2 separate regions of the Pangasianodon hypophthalmus genome follow, and region 1 is linked to region 2. The links are chromatin contacts, called in public Hi-C maps. All regions are on one chromosome and are shown on one strand. The core of a region is the stretch at or near the end of the contact, and the rest is flanking DNA. Distances in the headings are between cores, read along the strand shown. Region 1 holds the start of hoxb8a (homeobox B8a). Region 2 holds the start of copz2 (COPI coat complex subunit zeta 2).

Region 1 (3,127 bases), core at 201-2,700, 260 kb after region 2:
TTATTAGTAGGCTTACTGTAAACGTTCAATCGATATTGCAAAGAATAAGCACAAGCATCTCAAAATTATGACATATTTAAGATACCAGAGCTGCCATTACACAGCTTACGTCTTGTCACATGTGCAGCGCCATAAAAGACAGAAGCTGTGTGAAACGACCACCCTGTATCGAAATAAGGCCCGGCATAACTGGAGGTCGTAAAAAGCTGCAGTAAAACTTTGACTAAGGTGAGAAGTGAAAGATCAGCTGTGGACCAGAGTCTCGCACATGGAGACAGAAGGAAAAGAATGAGTCGTCTTTAGCTTGTGCTTGCTCACTATTGCTCTGCTTTTCCCCTTCACTCCTCTTCCTATAGTAGGGTCATTAAACTGTAAAGTGATTCGCAAGTTTTCGACACCATAAAACAATAAAACCCGTAATAGGCTCTCTCTCGCACGCACACAGGAAATGTGGCTCTCAGACTAACTAAATTGCCCTGAGAAGTAAGTTTATTCCCTCTCCCGGCAACACAAATACACAAGCTAAAAGAACTGTCTGCGTGGTTTGTCTGGAGAGACTCACCTTGTGGTCGCATCCAGGGGAACAGCTGCGTAGGAGAAGGACTCTGCTCCGCGTTGTCCGTCTCGTCGCCGATGCCTCCCGCGGCGAGTTTGCAATCGCTATACTGGACCAAGTCGGCGTCCTGGGCACTGAAGAGTGTTTGCCTTTGGAGAGCATCGTAGCCATAGAAGTTGCCAGGTTCGCCATGGCAGGTTACGGCACATGGACTCTGCTGGTAAGGTGCAGCCGAGAGCGTGGACGCGCCGTGGTGGTAAAACTCCTGAATCTGTGGGGCATGCTGGAAAGTTGCTCCTGTGCCTGGACCGTACACGACGGTGGGTCTAGTCCCCAGGTCCTGCGCAAAACCGCACTCGTAATAATTAGGGCGTAGTGTGTCACCACTTTTGTATTTGGAGAAGAGGGAGTTGACAAAATAGGAGCTCATGTTTTGCTGCAGTCGATGCTGTTTTTGATGAGGGGGTTGTTTTATATTGAATTGTGTTAGTACGTGAGCCTGGGACAGTCTAGCCACACCCGATTATTCTGAAGCAAAAATAAATAAAGACCACAATAAACGTCCAACAACGGGAGAACTTGTGTTTGTATACCGTTTTAAACAGCCTCTTTAAAGCCACGGCTATTCAGCTTCCAAGAATACGCGACGCTTAGAAGATCCAGCATCACAGTTCGGGTGCAGGGAGCCAGTTCCCAAACAGTTTTCTGTAATTTACTCCTCTGTAAATGATATGTGTCATATTTTGCTGCGTCCTTTCACGATAATTTGCATCTGTTATTGAATCCTCATTCTATTCTGGCTTCTTGCGTCCCCACACGGCCACCGCTTCTCGCGCTTCTGGTACGGAGGGAGACAGAGAATGAAAATGAGAGTAAAGGAGAAAGGGAGAGGGTACGGCGGGGAGCGAGGGAGCACAAAAGTGAAGGGGGGGGGGGTGTATGGCAGAGGAGGGGAGAATATGCCCATTAATATATTCAAGCGGGTAAGTTAATGAGAAATCTGCTGTTTTGCATCAGATCAAATACATATCTTTCACCCCTCCTCTACCCAACTCGACCACTAAAAAAACTCCTATTAGAAGGTGCTTTTTGTATGTTGATCACAGATAAACTAAAGTGCTAAAAATCTTTACCAACCAAATGCCTAACGAGTTATTGTTCGCTTCTCTGAAAATATCAGAGAAGTGTATCAAGATATTTTCAGTAGCGGGGAGAAAAAGCAATTTAATTGGTTTCAGTTTTAACAAGCAGCCAACAATAAATTTTAAACATCTCCTCGAAGCATCTTGTCCCAAAGCCGGGGCTAGTATTAAAATAAAAGACCTAGTCATCTGTAAGATTTTTATCTTACACATCTTAGTTTTTATAAAACACATTTGTAAATAGGTTAAAACCGCGAAAATAAAGTGCACACCAGGAATAATGTCTCTGTAAATGGCTGAACAAACTATACAATGCAATAAACGCCTAGCCGGTTTATTGTTTACATCATGCGTCAAAAAGCTGTTAGTTTTTATGAGATTCCACGACCAAGGCTATAAATGCTTCACATGGTTCAATTTCAAGTGAGTAGAAATGTTACAGTATTTTACTGTGGTATTTGCATTGTTTTCCATACCGTAATACTAGGTCTAGCCTTAGACAATCTTAATTGAAGTCAGAAAACTGAACTGGAATTACTGACGGGTGAGTGTGGAAGAATATACGTGATGAGTTCATTTGAAAAAAAAATAAAACTGAAAAACTGAAAAAATATGGCACACAGTTATTAAACTTTGTGTGTTTTATAAAATAAAATGAATGAATGTTAATTCTTTTTTTAAAATGATAATGTAGTGATTTGTTCCAGAATTCAAGCTCCCCTTTATTAATGAAAATATTTTATGAAGCCGTTTACTAATTCAATTCAGGTGACTACCATATATATCATTTCTGAAATAATTTGAAACATCTCGATTTTTTTATTAGATTTAAGATCACCGTATTAAAAACTCTATTGATGCCTATGATTTTTTGTACATGGATTACTGTGCTGTTTAATATTTACGTGGCGTATTGCATTATCACACATACAAGAAAGTAAAATGATTAAAGAAATTCATATATTCCCTTATAAGAGTGGAATGACTTCTTTCTAAGGCTTAATAGCAGTTACAGTTATTGTTTGTTTGTTGCACTTGGTTGTTACGGCATGTCAAAAGCCTATTTCAGTGATCCTATGTTATTTCACCACAACTGGAAAGCATACACGCGTAAGCAATGTCGGGTAAGCGCGAGGGTTTCTAATTAAAAATATATACTGAGGGTTTTTTTTAGCAGTATTATTAGTAGTATTCATATTTTTCTTCGTATTTTGAGTTTCCTTTTCTTGTTTTCTTGATTTGGGCCAATGTCAAAGATATTATTTGAATATGAAATCAATAAACAATACTATCAAACCGCACAATTCTTGTATTATCTTCTTCTTTCATCTTTCCATATATATATATATATAGATAGATACAGTCCCAGAGTTTAATTTTAATGACTACTATATATATAAATATATATATGAAATGAATGTATGTATGT
Region 2 (2,778 bases), core at 21-2,520:
GCTCTCTAGACCATTTGCTCTTCTCAATCTGTACTAACTTTCTACATAATTTTTAAAATAAATAAAATAAATAAATTAATAAAAATAAAGTTTTTTTTCCAGACTCAGCTGAAATCTAGATTTTTAAAAAACTATGTGAAGATTTTAACAGTCCTAAACTGTGTAAATTTTGTATGTTCAGAAATTATATTTTCTACAATGTTTGCCTTCAACATTACATATTTTAGACCTGAATGTTTTGGACATTAGAAGAGTTCTATCTATCTATCTATCTATCTATCTATCTATCTATCTATCTAACTATTTATTTAATAGTAGTAGTAGTACTTTAAAGACAAATGTCAGCAAGCTTAAAGGCCATGGTTATAGCTGTGTTTGGATGTGAGAGAGAATAAAATAAGAATAATATGGTGGTGGTGCATGGATATGGACCTGTTTGCTAAACCTCTGACTGTCAACTAGTGCAAAAGGACAAAAAATGAGCAAGGAAAATCTTTCCCAGCTCTGAAGAGACACAGTGAAGAGATCCACCTGTGGAATGAATTAGACTGCTGTGCTGAGGCGCTCCATGACAGAGGACGTGGCAGCCGCATCCCACCAGGCAGTGCGCACACAGCGCAACTTTAACTCCACACTACTGCTGCACAACTTTACACAACTGCTCATCAAGCCCAGCATCACACCATACACACTGCACTGCACCTCCATCACAATACTCATTATGTGCACATATATACTGTAATATATAATATAATATATTTTTTTTATTATTGCTGTGCCATATTCAGAGAAGTAACATCTGTTACAATCTCCTGCTGATCCACACGTTTCCGTTGCACTGCATGCATTTAATTCCTCAGAGCACACATTTTCGACGGATATAATCTCCTCACATGTCTAGCTGTGTCATATAATAAGCTACAGGTGTTTAAAACACTCATGTTAGCACGATAGCTTTTTAATCCCATCAACAGCACTGTATACTGTTCTGTCGCTGTAATCTATGCGAACATTATCACTTCTGAGGGGAAAAAAAGGCAAAAGGCTAATCAACAGGTGCGTTCTTTCACCATAACACTGAACATAAATATTTCTGAATGAAAAAGAAAAATCTCAGATAGCCTACCAGAGCCACGGAGTCCATGGTGGTGTTTAGTGTTGACGTGGACAGCTTTGAGCTGTCACTACTGGAGCGCTCGTAAAAACCTCTGACTCATACAGGGGGTGGAGCAAATCCGCCAAAATGGCTAAATCCAACCCTGCGCACTAAACTACTAAATAGTATGCTCTAATAGATACTACACTGCGTGTGGTGACGTTTAGTACGGAAGTGCGTGGAACTAAAGCTAGCGAGTAAACGGAAGCCTTTGACTGTTTTACAACTGGTTTATACCACTTAACTGTAGAATGTTTAATATTTGCAGTTGAACGAAAGTGATAATGTTCATGTTTCTTGAATTAAAAAAAAAAAAATTTAACGGAAGTCAAACTGTGTTCTATTCGCCGCCATTTTGGATCTCGACTCCATTGCAATCTGATGCCGTATCACTCCGTCACAGAACCAGAATGGCGGCAGTTGCAGGTTAATGGAGGCCAGGGATTTGAGGAATATCTTCGATTGGTGTATGCTTTTTCTGACGCTGTTACCACATGAGCATTTTTGACTTGGCAGTATTTTAATGGCCGTAGTTGAGTAACTCAGTGCTTGGCAAATGTTGAGTGCTTTAGACTGGCACACGCCAGTGTATCTTTGTAATTTAATATTACACTATTTAAAAATAGTTATAATCACTGTTTTAGGGTTTAAATGTCTACATTAGGGAGACATGGTGGCTTAGTGGTTACCCCTGTTGCCTCACACCTCTGGGGTTGGGGGTTCAATTCCCACCTCTATCCGCATACACAGAGTTTGTACAGGTTTGATTCCCACCTCTGTCTGCATACACAGAGTTTGCATAGGTTTGATTCCCACCTCTGCCAGTGTGCACAGAGTTTGCATGCTCTCCCTGGGCCTTGGGAGTTTCCTCCAGGTACTCCAGTTTTTTCCCCAGGCTAATTGGCATTTCCAATTAGTGAGTGTGCACTTGCGCCCTGTCCAGGGTGTCCCCTGCCTTGTGCCCCAAGTCCCCTGGGATAGACTCCAGGTTACCCTGCAACCCTGTGTGGGATAAGTAGTACAGAGAATGGATGTCTGCATTAGCTAACATCATCAGAGCATAAGTGTACAGAAAAGAGAGACAGAGGATTCTGGGGTGACTACAGGACACAATAAATAGACGTCAAGCCAGCTACATCAACTTTTCTGAATAGGGGGTGTTGCGCGCTTGTATTCGAGCACTTTATTTAGCCAGAATATGTAGTAACCATACTGTGTAGCTTTCATCACCTACTCCCAAAATGTACACAGCAGTCTTAGGAAGATTGACTGCCTTACTTATAACTCACCAATCACTTTTAACTAAACATAGCTTAGACACTTCCAAATCAACATAGACAAAAGACTGGCCTACAAATACTTTTAAGTCCTTTGAAATTAGCATTTAATTGAAATGGCATATAATTATTGTATAACAGCTAGAACACCTGCAGTAGGATCCCAAATGCCACAGAGATCTATCCTCGTCTCACTAAGAGGGGTAGCTTGCTCACCAGACACAAGGCTTTCCTAACAAGACTATAATAATAAAGTGCCAATAAAGTGCTAATTTAAGTAGGTGGAGGAGGTAGGTCTTTAGACAACATTTGAAGACTGTCAGCGACTCAGCTGATTAGAGGGAA

What was found. Hi-C and Micro-C count contacts between places; a contact is called where the count stands out from the background.
Region 1: a Hi-C map of liver and muscle shows a contact between it and region 2, with 6 times the contacts expected there. The contact joins the promoter of hoxb8a here to the promoter of copz2 in region 2. A contact is called at or near these places in 2 of 3 Hi-C or Micro-C datasets (liver and muscle and muscle).

Annotation. Positions count from the first base shown.
Region 1 is chr13:9,754,938-9,758,064 of fPanHyp1.pri, forward strand. hoxb8a (homeobox B8a) reads right to left here and starts at 1,451. Exons shown (of 2, transcript XM_026916728.3): 1 at 563-1,451. The coding sequence starts at 986.
Region 2 is chr13:9,497,171-9,499,948 of fPanHyp1.pri, forward strand. copz2 (COPI coat complex subunit zeta 2) reads right to left here and starts at 1,271. Exons shown (of 10, transcript XR_008303380.1): 1 at 1,127-1,271.